Linked DNA regions of Hordeum vulgare: regions 1 and 3 are each linked to region 2. A link is a contact called in public Hi-C data. All regions are on one chromosome and are shown on one strand. The core of a region is the stretch at or near the end of the contact, and the rest is flanking DNA. Distances in the headings are between cores, read along the strand shown.

Region 1 (4,637 bases), core at 257-2,756, 800 kb before region 2:
AAACATTTTTATCATAGTTGAAAACGGAATATTAAGAATCTACACAAAATTTTGAACGTTTTTTATTTATAATTCAACTTAATCCGGTGCACGGTTATTTTAATTATGTTCAATGCAAGATAAGGGGTTTTTGTGTAATTCAGAAATTCACTTGAAATTAGTCAAATTTACAGGATAAAAATATAAGCATTGGGCCAAATCTGCATGAGCTAATGGGCCTACATGGGTGAGTGTAATATAACAAGGGGTACATTGGGCAAGGGATACTGGGCTGGCACTCACATTAGGATGGTGGGCCGGCTAGACGACACGAAGCGTAATGATGCAGCTCAGCAAACGGGGAGGACGAGTTTGGCTGGGACCTCCTATACGGCGCTGCAGGCTCCCGTTTGCCCTCGTGGCGCCTGCAGCGCCCCGTCTTGGACCGGCCCATCAAAGACCTCGGCACCCCTGCAGGTGCTGAAAAAGTTCATTGGTTTTTGCAAAATAAAATACACCGATTTTGCAAAAGAAATTCTTTATATAGGAAACTTTTTTGATAGATTTTAAATATAATAACAATCAAATTTGGAAAATGTTTATCAAGTTTGAAATAAGGTTCATTAATTTTTAGAAAAAGTTCAATGACTTTGAAAATCGTTCATCAAATTTGAAAAAAAGTTAATCGATGTTCAAAAAAAGTTCAATGAATTTGAAAAAAGTTCAACGAAATATAAAAAAGTTCATTGAATTTGAAAAAATGTAATAAAAATTGAAAAAAATCACCGAATTAACAAAGAGTTCATTAATTTTGAAAAAAAAGTTCATCAAATTTGAATAAAGTTCATGAAATTTAAAAAAAGTTCACTGAATTAAAAAATGAGTTCACAAATTTTGAAATAAAATTCATCCAATTTGGAAAAAGTTAATCAAATTTTAAAAAAAGTTCATCAAATGTGACAAAAGTTCATCAAATTTTAAAAGAAGTTCATCAAATTAATAAAAATCATTGAATTTGAGAAAAAAAGTTCACCAGATTTTTAAAAAACTTTCATTCATTGAAAAAGTTCGTCAATTTAAAAAAAAAGTTTGGTGAATTTGAAAAACAATTCACCAATTTCAAGAAAAAGTTCACAAACTATTAAAAATCATCGAGCCATGAAAAAAAAAGAAAAAACAGAAACGAAAAAAGAAAAGTAAAAAAAGAAAAACAGGAGCAAAAAACGAAAACGAGAGATGGAAATAAGAAAAGATCAAAATAAAATTAGTGATCAGGTCGGATGTGGTGGCGCGGTGGTTACGGCCTAAAGTTCGAATACCCGCGGTGCCCTAGTCTTTTTTTTTAATTCAAAACAGAAGGAAAAATGCTTAGATGGGCTGGCCCAGCACGGGTCGATGCAGGCGCCCGTTAGCAGAATTGAACTGTAAGGCGCTAAATAGAATTGGCCCATTTGGCTGGAGGGTTGAAGCAGACCCTGGACGACGCGGTCCAACCACGCGAAGCGATTCACGCAACGGTTTTCCTGTGCCCGCGGTTTAGCCGAATCAGACTGGTTTGCATTGAACCGCCGGCTCGCGCGGTTCTGGGCGGTCCAAGTGCAGAAGGCAAGCGGGATGAGCAGGCGAGATCCTGCTCGATGCAGGGGAGCAGAGGATGCAGCGGACGGGGCGACGGGCAACTCTGGTAGGCGGGTAGCGAGGAGTCCATTCAGGGTACAGGAACGGCGGGGACGGATCCCGGGGGCCGCACCAATGGCGGAGTGATGCAGATCCGAGTGGTTCAGGCATACTGGAGCTCCATGGTTGTTCCGTGTTCGTCACGGATATAGAGAGAGCGAGAAGTTAGAAAGGGAATAGAGATGGTGAGGCAAGGAGGAAGGAAAAAGAAGCAACAAACGGAGGAGCTGGGCACGCGGCAAAGGTGTCGACCTGACTCCAGCGAGGGGCGGCGGCGACCGGCGTCCATGACGAGAATGGCACGGGTGCTCGAGGAACCAACACATGGAGCTTGCTGGAGGAGGGTGGCTTGCGGCGCTAAGCACCCTCGCGGCAGAGGACGACGCCACGAGGTGGGCTAAGGGTTGGTTGCCTCGATCCCCTCCGGATCGAGTGTTGCGGCTGGGTGGCTCGGGACCGAGGAGGTGCACGCACCTGGTTCGTCCAGCGTTGAAATTGAGGAGGAACATGTTGTTGGTTGGATCTGCAAAACGAGGTGGTGGCGGCGGGGACAAGATGTACGGATGGATGGGACAGATTCTAGAGTTAGGTTGTGACCTCTTAAATAGTTAGGTTGCTATGGTTCAGGGTTATTTGGACCCTCTGATTTTAATCGAATGATCGAAGAAAAATAGGTTAGTTGATCTTATTAAAAACATGATGATGGTTTGGGCTACTACGGGGTTGATCCGGACCTAACTGTCATGACCGTACGTTTTGGGTTCGGCAAAGCTACCGGCACGCGCGAACGGTCTATGCATTGTGTAGATTGGCTAGGCATGTGAAGAGAGGGAAAAAGGGCCGTCCGGTGATAGAGTTTAAAATACCGAAACATCTACGATTTAGATCGTCTATTGTGTCGTTTGGGGTATTACGGGGTTGATCCGGACCCAACTGTCATGACCGTACGTTTTGGATTCGGCAAAGCTATCGGCACGCGCGAGGGGTCTATGCATTGTGTAGATTGGCTAGGCATGAGAAGAGAGGGAAAAAGGGTCGTCCGGTGATAGAGTTTAAAATACCAAAACATCTACGATTTAGATCGTCTATTGTGTCGTTATAGGTTTAACGATTTGGGTATCAAATAACTTTCGAATGCGACGAAATTTGACACGTGGTTTACCTACATTAAAATAAGACTCCACACCAACTTTCAACTCGTTCCAAGAATTTTTTTTATACACAGTTTTGAAAACAAATATATTAACAATGTCACGGGCGCGTGCGTGTGTGGTTGGTCTCAGAACGGTCAAGGCAAGAACGGAGACAACTGGCAACAAATAACGGATGCAAGTTTTGAGAAATGGCGGCAACAAAGTGTCAATGCAATGCGGATAATGTGCACGATGGGATGAAGAATGCGACAACAAAATAATCACACGACGATAACGAAATAAAAGGGGAATCTTCTAGAGCGTTGATTCTGGGCTGTTACAATATGGCATTCTGAAATAATCAGATTCTCAGACTTAGAATTATTTTGGCCCTACAAACAAGAGCATTTCATGGCATGTTCACATGAAGAAAACTACAGCTAAACATGACATACATGTCATGGAAAACCTACTAACAACATTGCACACTGCAATTCACTCCATTGTCACACATTCAAAAGAGGCATGGTTTTCTTAATATGACCTTCGTAAAATGGAACTTCATGAAAATAGATTAGTTGTTTTAACGTGCTAGCACCTTCGGAAAAACAAATGAACATGTTAATGATAATTTACATGGCAATCAAAGGCATGACATCAAATTTGACATCACAAAGAGCAATTATCACGAAGGAACCACATGCAAAAGGCATATGGTTTGGATGCAATAATCCACGCAAGTTTGAACAAAATATCAGTTTTTGACAAGTACGATGGAATGTTCTTTTGCAACACAATTTTGAGCATGAAGATGAATCCTATTATGCATGCAAATGCCACTTGATGAAGTACGCAACATGTAGAACAAATTTCATATAATAGGCGTGTCCATGGAATCAACATGCAAAAAGCTATGACCCACACAAAATGCATAAACGAATAAATACACAGGCTGGAAACTTAGTGAAAAATGACTAAGCACGAAGAGTGGGATGGATCGGTACCGGGGATCCGGAGATCCCATTTGGATCGTGGGTCGGTGATGAGCTGGATCGGGACATCGTCGTCCAGATTAACCGGGGCCGTGGACACTTGTCGTCCAGGGCGATGAGGACGCTGGCGGCCGCTACACGCGACAAGGATGGCGGGACGGTGTCGCGGACGCTGGTGGTTGCTACACGCGACAAGGATGGCGGTCTTCAACTTGCACAAAGTTATATATATCCTGCAAGGCAACTTGTTTCTTATGGACAGGAAAATATTTCTCACAGAAGTAATATATCATATCCTGGGGACTACGTACACAACCAGGAGCAAGAGAAGTAAACCAAGTCTTAGCATCACCCTTAAGGATATAGTAATGGAGAAGTTTTTCCTCATTCGTGAATAGGGTGGCTATATCATTCAGCTTAGTAAGATGTGCTACAACCGTTTCAGACTCATAACCATGAAAAGGATCAGATTCGACCAAAGTGATTAACTCAGGATCGACAGAGAATTCATAGTCCTTAACGGTAACAAAGATGGGCGAAGTAGCAAACTTAGGATCGTATTTCATTCGACAATTCAGAGATTTTTCTTTCTACTTGCGCAATAAATTCTCAAGATCATAGCTATCCTTACAAGCAAGAAAGTCTTCAGCTACCTCTCCCTCCATAACATAACCCTCAGGTATATTAGGCAATTCATATCTTGGAGAGCTAGTTCTAACAGGTGAAACAGCAGGTTCTACTTCGATAATTTCATCAGTTTCAGAAGTATCATCACTTTAAGCAGCAACTCTAGCAATTTGTGCATCAAGAAATGCACCAGTGGCAAAGCAGTATCAAGCAAAGCATCATCATAAGC
Region 2 (4,346 bases), core at 455-2,954:
GTCCGCTGCCGTCCGTTTGGGTCCGTGCAGACAAAAGTGATGGCCCAATGTGCGGACCCATTTTCAAAACGCGTCCGTTTTGCGTCCGCGCTGACCCATTTCTGGCTCAAATTTGGGACTGAAATGCATCGGCGCGGAAACGAAGCGGACGCGCGCGCCCCCTCTCCGTGTCAGCATGTGGCCGGCCTGGCCTACTTATCACACAACCATCCACCCACCTGTGCCTGCTTATTTAATTCGTCGTCCACTCTCACCCACCTTTCTCCTATTATTATAATATTACAATGTTGATGCCCACTTGCTTCCTGTTAGGCGTATGTGTCGACCCATTTTAAAAAACGGACACAGACAGACCGGCGGACGACCCAAACGGACAAAAAACGGACAAAGCGCGCGTCCATTTGCTTCGCCCCTTTGGAGTTGCCCTAACCGTTTCATTTCAGCTTATTATTCATACCAAACATAGAGATGAAACTATTTCATTTTCGTTGGTTTCCTAACCGAACACACGATAAAAAGATTTATACTTTCTCCGTCTTAAAATAAATGTCTTAAGCTTAGTACAATTTTATATTAGAGCTAGTATAAAATTGAGACAGTTATTTTAAGACGGAGGGAGTATTTAACAACGGAGGGAGTACGTAAGAGTAGACTGTCTGCGTGGTTGACCGGTCCATGTATGCTGTACGCGATACAGCCTTCTCGTCCAAGCTTAGCCAAAGCCTCACCGGCAGGGTAGACAGTCAATCATGCAGCAGCACGCGCTATAGTAGAATAATGCAGCAAAGAAAACAGCACGCACTTGCACGCCTCCCGAGATGGGCGCCACAACACCGGCACGCGCTATAGGCGAGCTCCTTCACCGAGATGGGAACTCAAGAAAGAAGAACCACTGCACTATACGGGGAAATGTGCCGCAAGCATCTTCATTGACAAGCAGTTTCCACTTAGGGCATCTCCAATGGTTGTAAGATAGTTGTTGGTAATTTTGACACATAGGATTTTTGATGATGTGTCATGCAATAAATGAGGAAAGAGAGCAAGGTTGTATGTAAATTAACCAACACCCTTGCACAAGCTCCAATGTAGAATGAGAGAGCACCTTATTTATTACATCACATCTTATTGGGCAAACTAGATACAACCCATTGGAGTAGTTGTATGTTAAGGTGTTGGTTGATGACATGACATATTTTACCAACAACCTAACCAACAAACTGTTGAAGATGCCCTTAGAGTACACACGATTATGGACGTAGGCAAATTACTACTCCTAATACTACAGAGGTGGGATTTGATACTACTCCGATGTGTCATTCTTTTGCTAAAGAAACATACTACAGAGGTGGGAGTAATGGATAGAATGTGAGCGTATGTAGTACTCCCTCCGTTCCTGAATATAAGTAGTTTTAGAGATTTCATTAGAAGACTACGTACGGATGTATATAAACATATTTTAGACTGTAGATTCTGTAGTTCATTAGTACAATCTCTAAAAAGACCGATGTTTAAGAACGGAGGGAGGAACGGAGGGAGTATGTAATAGTATGTGTTTGTGGGTATATGTATATCTACTATACTGTGTTAAAAAGGACATATAAATAGGATTGGGGTGAGACGTAGAGAGGGGAATAATGCATACTCCTACCAAATACGGTGGGCCCTTGTCCCCATTATAGATTCCTACCCATCACTCTTATAAGCAGGAAGGGGAAGGAGAAGCAGCAGCCTGCCAGTCCCACTCACACACTTGACAGGACTAGACGGGAAGGCCGAAACAGAGGAGAGCAGAGCATTTCCAGGGATAGAGGGAGGGATTTCCCCGGCTCCCCCTCCGTGCAGTGCCGAGCCGTCCCGATGTCTAGCGACCCTGAAGAGATCAAGGCTCGCGTCGTCGTCCACGGCGCCGACGCCGAGGCCGACGCCGCCGACGAGTGGGCTCGCCCGGAGCTCGAGGCTTTCCACCTCCCCTCCACCTCCCAGCCCCCACACTTGTTCCACCCACCGCACCCAGACCCAGAAGCAGAGCAATCCACACCAGCGCCGGCCGTGGCAGCAGGTGCCACCAACAATGCGTCCAGCTCTCCCCCTCCCCCTCGCTCGCCGCCTCCCGCGCCAATGGAGACAGAGAAGCTTCCGCCCAATGCCAAGCCGTATGCCGGCGAGAAGCCGCCCCCTCCGGCGCCGGCGGCCGCCCTGCGCGACCTGTTCCGCTTCGCCGACGGCCTAGATCGCGTCCTAATGGCCGTCGGCACGCTCGGCGCTCTCGTCCACGGTTGCTCCCTCCCCGTCTTTCTCCGCTTCTTCGCCGACCTCGTCGATTCCTTCGGCTCCCACGCCGACGACCCCGACACCATGGTCCGCCTCGTCGTCAAGTACGCCTTCTACTTCCTCGTCGTCGGCGCCGCCATCTGGGCGTCGTCCTGGGCGGAGATTTCCTGCTGGATGTGGACCGGCGAGCGCCAGTCCACGCGGATGCGGATCCGGTACCTCCAGGCGGCGCTCAAGCAGGACGTCTCCTTCTTCGACACTGACGTGCGCACCTCCGACGTCATCTATGCCATCAACGCCGACGCAGTCATCGTCCAGGACGCCATCAGCGAGAAGCTCGGCAACCTCATCCACTACATGGCCACCTTCGTCGCCGGCTTCGTCGTCGGCTTCACTGCGGCGTGGCAGCTCGCGCTCGTCACGCTCGCCGTCGTGCCGCTCATCGCCGTCATCGGCGGCCTCACCGCCGCCACCATGGGCAAGCTCTCCTCCAAGAGCCAGGACGCGCTCTCCAGCGCCAGCAACATCGCAGAGCAGGCCCTGTCGCAGATACGGATCGTGCAGTCGTTCGTCGGCGAGGAGCGGGTGGCGCAGGCCTACTCGTCGGCGCTAGCGGTGGCGCAGAGGATCGGCTACCGGAACGGCTTTGCTAAGGGCCTTGGGCTGGGCGGCACCTACTTTACTGTCTTCTGCTGCTACGCTCTGCTCCTCTGGTATGGCGGTCACCTCGTCCGCGGCCACCACACAAACGGCGGGCTGGCCATCGCCACCATGTTCTCCGTCATGATCGGCGGACTGTAAGTCGTCTTACCCATCACTCTTTACCTTGCTGCCGCTGAATCATGACATTTCTGGTCAGTCAATTATGACATTCTGGCCTTTTTGTTGTTGTGCGAGCAGCGCTCTTGGGCAGTCGGCGCCTAGCATGGCGGCGTTTGCCAAGGCGAGGGTTGCGGCGGCGAAGATCTTCCGCATCATCGACCACACGCCAGGCATCACCAAGGAAGGCGACGCCGGCGTGGAGCTGGAGTCGGTGACCGGGCGGCTGCAGCTGAGAAACGTGGAGTTCGCGTACCCGTCCCGGCCGGACACGCCGATTCTGCGCCGCTTCTCTCTAAGCGTGCCGGCCGGGAAGACGGTCGCGCTGGTTGGCAGCTCTGGCTCAGGGAAGAGCACGGTGGTGTCCCTGATCGAGAGGTTCTACGACCCGAGTTCAGGTCTGACTCTCAAGTTTTCTGTCTTGAGTTGGCCATTAACTTACATTTGCAAGCAGAGCACAGAAGTGAGTTAGCAGGAGCTTGTTAAAATGCGAGCAGGGCAAATCATGCTTGACGGCGTTGAGCTCAAGGATCTGAAGCTGCGGTGGCTGCGGTCGCAGATCGGCCTGGTGAGCCAGGAGCCGGCGCTTTTCGCGACAAGCATCAGGGAGAACCTGCTGCTCGGGAGGGAGGAGGCGAGCCAGGTGGAGATGGAGGAGGCCGCAAGGGTCGCCAACGCCCACTCCTTCATCATCAAGCTCCCCGACGGCTACGACACGCAGGTCCGTCCGTTGCTCATTCTCTCCGGCAATCATATCATATTCATCCCAAGCCTCCGCCAGCGCCGCGCGTGCTACCTTCTTCCTTTTTATCCGTCCGATCCGTGCGCCATTAGGCTGGCTGGCTGGCATAGCAGATAGCTTGCTCTTTCCACCAACCACTTTCCTCATCACGGCCATCATTTGCCCTTTGCCGTGGAGAAGCGGAGAGAAGCTAGATACCCCCGGCTCAGATCGGATGCTTGGCACTCCGTTTGTTTGTTTGTTTGTTAGGCAACAGCATGACATGTTGACACCTTCTCTTCTCTTCTCGTCTGGGCTCCATCACAGGGCCCATAGTCAAATACTCTACTACAGTATTTCACCACGAAGAAGGAGGAGGAGTGGTAGCAGTTGTTAGGGGCATGTTGCTTTAAATGCTGTTAAGAGTTGGTAACAGTTACTGGTGCATGCCTGCCTCCTACATTTTCGAAAAGTCCCTTTCTCAGCACAAACTAACGAACACATGCAGCTGAATCGAAAATGGTCCATGATTAAA
Region 3 (4,259 bases), core at 1,141-3,640, 560 kb before region 2:
GCAATTTCCACGAACAATTGTACCATGACATTAGAGTTTATTTCATGGATGCATTCATGAAGAGATGCAATGCTCCCACCAATGTTTTATAAATACGAAAAGAAGGTAATACTGAATAAGTAATAATATGCGTGACACAGTCGGGCGTCTGAGAGACACCACATAAAGGGCTTCTATGAAACAATAAACATGCCACAGTCGAGCGTCTAATCGACACCACAGAAAGGGCTTATAAGAAATGATAATAAGCATGCCAGAGTCGAGCGTCTCAACGACACCACACAAAAGGGCTTACAAGAAATAATAGTAAATGTTGAATATCCAGGAGGTAGAACCGTCCCAGGTATACCCAACAACAATATCATAGGGGTTAGTCCAGAGTAATAATAATAATATGATTATCCACCACATCTTCATATGATTTTCCACAACCATTATTTTTATCACCGCTTATACACCAAATACCGACTCTAGGACCGACACTTGACTTCGTGAAACAACGTCCTTGACCGGGGACACTGTTACTTGAATAGTTTTGACTCCGAAGAGGGTGTACTCTTTACACACAGCTCACGGTTTCTGATAGTCGACAAGACTAATCCCGCGTACGACATTTTAGAAGCGAACACTCAGAATCAGCACACACCGATTTTTCCTTCGCGAAGCCCGGCTTCACCTGGACTACGCTACCAAGGCAAAACCATAAGACGGGGAGGCTCCGATATCGACTAGCATGGGATCAAAAATTTATATCGCGCGCTCACTTGGAAGAGCCATGCCCTCCCGGTGCCAGACCGGGAACGCCCATGCCCCCTGACCGGATGACTGGATTTATTCCAGGGCCATGGATACCTTCATACCGGCCCCTCTACTTGGTGTGTGACTGATAATAGGTCTACAACTGACTTTACAGAATCCATTATCCATGAAACCATGGTAGCACTTTATAGAAGCATGACACGGACAAGACTCGATCTCGGTCGATACTGGAGTTAACCAAGTTTTACCGGCATCCTTGTGCACATGTCATGACCAGGCCATAACCTATCACGTTCCGCGTGACTAGGTTATTCCACGACCTTTCATAACTAGCACATGCCATCATCATATTTTACCAATGTTATAATGTGAGTAGCATGTAGGAAGAATGCAAGGTATTATTTCATGCAAGATTATTATCAACATAACCTCAAATCACGTAATACAATGATCACACAACTTATGGAAAATTTGGATTCATGATGCTTGCCTTAGGGGTTTGAGGAGGGTGATTGTGTACCCCATATCTTGGAGTAGATATCCTCTCTTCAAATCCTATTTTGAAAAATATTTGAATTAACAGACATATTCAAATTAGCACACAAAAGTTGTTTGAATAATTTTGAAATAAAACTTAAAATAAACTAGATGAAATTATAAACAGGTAGGAAAAAGAATCAATTGACTTGGAGTTACCTATAAAAAGTTATAGCCAGTCAAACTTTCCGGTCAACTCTGTTTTTTAAATCGAGAATAAAAGAAAACGCTTCCGGTGCAAATACGCTTTCTAACTGAGGAAGTGTATTACTGAGATAGCTGCCAGAAAATACGCTATACTAAATAGAAGACGCACCAGGGGGTTTGCGCCCCTCGGGGCTATGGCTCTCTCACCGACACGCGGGGCCCGCTTGTCGGGTTCTTCTTCTTTCTCCTGCTCATAGGGAAACAGGGGCGGGGAGAGAGACCCGGCGAGGTTCCCCGACGTTTGGAGGCCTCGCTCTAGGAGCTGAGCACGCCGACGAGTGCACGAGTGAGTACCCCATCCTCAGGAGGTACCTGAGTCGCGGAGGGGCTCAGGGGGCGAGTGCCCTATCTTCCACGGCGGACATGGGAGCTCCGGCGATCCCAACTCCGATTAATGGCGCTAATGGCACGGGGCAACACCGGGAATGGGTTCCCGGGGCTTTAGGGAGGCTAGCAGGGTAGGTAGAGCAGAACTACGGGGCTTGGGCTGCCGGAATTTAGCCAAGGACGGCCGGCAATCCTGCGGTCAACGACGAGCACCGTGAGCAGCTTGGGCCAAATTGGAGTGATGGGGAGGGGCTACAGGTGCTGGGAGGCTGCTACGGAGCTCATAGGGCTCGGGGGCTCCATAAAATAGCCGGCTCAAGGCGGTTCCACTTGGGCTCCGGATAAGCTCGACGGCGATAGAGCTTCAGGCTCGCAGCGGCGGCAGCAAGGGCAACACGTCAGCAAGGGCTGCAGGAGGACGATGCACGGGATGGACCGCGACACCTAGCGCGTTGGAAGCTCTCGGGCGGCGCCGTTCACTGCTGCGGCAGTGCTGACGTCGGCTAGCCACCACGGCTGGCACACTGCTGGGGATCTGCGTGCGCACAGGAGCAGCGACCAATGGTCGGGGGGAGAGGGGGGTTGATGCGGCTCTACAACAGACCAAAAGGGTGAGGGCATGGGGACGCGGTAGCTCGGCATGCGCGCGTGCAAAACATGTGCTCTGGTGCAACGAGAGCGCGCACGCAAGGTATTCGACACCATGCTAGTGCACATACTAGTGCTCCAAAACTTATGAAACTACACAGGACTAGGAGGGGGACATAAAAGAGGGTAGTGGACAAGCTATTTGGGCTAGATAAGAATTTTGCCAATGCAAACTCAAACTGATGCCAAATCTGATCATGTACATAACCTACTCGACACAAAGCTACTTGCATCCACTGGCCTTTTCTAGTGCCAAAAACTCCAGGTCAGGGTCTCTCTAGGTGCTAGCAATGGTGGTAGGGTTAGTTTGGCAAAAAGCAGAACTAGCTAATGCATTCTTTTGAATAACACATCTCTCGACAAAAAGTTGAAGCTATTATCACATGCACTTAATTTCATCCAATGGATCTCAACTCTTGGAGTTAAGGATTTGGTAGGGTGCCACACAAGAATGCAAGATTTCAAAGCAATTAGAGGAAGGAAAAGTATGGTTGTAGTACAAAGTACCAAACTGGTCCAGAACAGAAAGATCATTGTTATGTTAAATTTTTTCAAATCACATAGTGGGATTTTTCAATAAAAATGAATCTCCTACTATACTTGACATCCCCATATTTTTAGGTGTTGTAATACAAACTCAAATCTGGACTAGATCAGAAATGTAGTTAATGTGCTCAAAATATTCAAAACACTTGGGTAGATTTTTGCATAAATGTGATCTAGGGACATCATAGGTTATCTCCAAATTTTTATAGAATTTTTAGAAGAAGTGGTCACAAGGTTGCAGTGCAAAACAACCCTATAAAGAAAATATAAACCTGTTTTGAATAAAAGAAATCTGGGCAAAATATTAAAATAAAATATCCCAAGAATGTACCAGAAGAAAAGAAATGTTTTATGCAAGTACTCAGGTTCCAACATACATTATCAGAAATATCTACCTAGGGAAAACATCCTTATAAGGAGAAGGAGTGTTTCCAAGATTAATTAAAAATCCAGAAATTCAGATATTAAATAGACATAGCCAAAATAATATTATCTAAATAAATAATTCAAAATGGTCTCAAGTAAGGGCTCAAGCATTAAAAGATCTTTGAAAAGCCACTTGAAATGAAAAGTTTTTGGAAAGAGGCTTTGAAAATAGTCTTCTGGGGTGTGACAAACACTACCCCCCTTACCAATAAATCTCGTCCCAGAGATTTGCTTAGGAAGGAAAAACAATACACTCATGAAAACACGAAATACGATCACTCAAGTGCAGGCACAAACAAGGCAATCATATAGCAAACAGTCATTCCAATGCAGGTGGAGTCAATGCAATCAAATAGCACATCACTACTCACCTGGCATTCGGAAAACATACTAACGAACTAACGTACGCTCTGAGGACGGTCAATGGGATACATGCAAGGGGTTCCCGAGAAAATACTCTCGGTCGGGGAAAACATATTTCACTTCTCCTAGAAGGAGTTTCGGAAAACATGTCCCCTTGGTCTGACAACAATCACCTACCAATGGAAGATCTGAAAATTCTCCACTAGCCTGCATGTGGGATTATTCCACCCGCTGATGGGTCAACACCCTTGGTGATGACCTGAAGGGCAAGGGATGGGCAAACCAGAGCTGCTCTATACTGGGCTACGAGGCAACACAGTTACATTTGTGGGTTTGCATTCAGAACTTCCGGATGAATCCTATTGGGTACTCATGGGAAGGACTGGCTCGGGGAAGCGCACTTGGTGAGAAGTGCTAGGAGCGGTCATGGGTGGAATAAAGGGTAC

What was found. Hi-C and Micro-C count contacts between places; a contact is called where the count stands out from the background.
Region 1: a contact with region 2 is called in a Hi-C map of seedling, with 4 times the contacts expected there. The contact joins the enhancer-like site here to the promoter of LOC123413346 in region 2. A contact is called at or near these places in 2 of 6 Hi-C or Micro-C datasets (leaf and seedling) and 1 of 1 datasets of contacts at active chromatin or transcription factors (embryo).
Region 3: a contact with region 2 is called in a Hi-C map of leaf, with 6 times the contacts expected there. The contact joins the enhancer-like site here to the promoter of LOC123413346 in region 2. A contact is called at or near these places in 2 of 6 Hi-C or Micro-C datasets (leaf and seedling) and 1 of 1 datasets of contacts at active chromatin or transcription factors (embryo).

What each region holds. Positions count from the first base shown.
Region 1 is chr7H:292,590,990-292,595,626 of MorexV3_pseudomolecules_assembly, forward strand. No RefSeq gene overlaps it. Among protein-coding and RNA genes, the nearest start is that of LOC123409900, 570 kb to the left of the region's middle. Within about 2 kb of position 1,507, at least 3 of the 3 cell types and tissues checked have open chromatin away from gene starts, as enhancers often do. A contact at or near this core is called in leaf and seedling, where this site is marked.
Region 2 is chr7H:293,387,921-293,392,266 of MorexV3_pseudomolecules_assembly, forward strand. LOC123413346 (ABC transporter B family member 1) reads left to right here and starts at 1,705. Exons shown (of 4, transcript XM_045106290.1): 1 at 1,705-3,068; 2 at 3,172-3,488; 3 at 3,588-3,811. The coding sequence starts at 1,858.
Region 3 is chr7H:292,822,856-292,827,114 of MorexV3_pseudomolecules_assembly, forward strand. No RefSeq gene overlaps it. Among protein-coding and RNA genes, the nearest start is that of LOC123413346, 560 kb to the right of the region's middle. Within about 2 kb of position 2,391, at least 3 of the 3 cell types and tissues checked have open chromatin away from gene starts, as enhancers often do. A contact at or near this core is called in leaf and seedling, where this site is marked.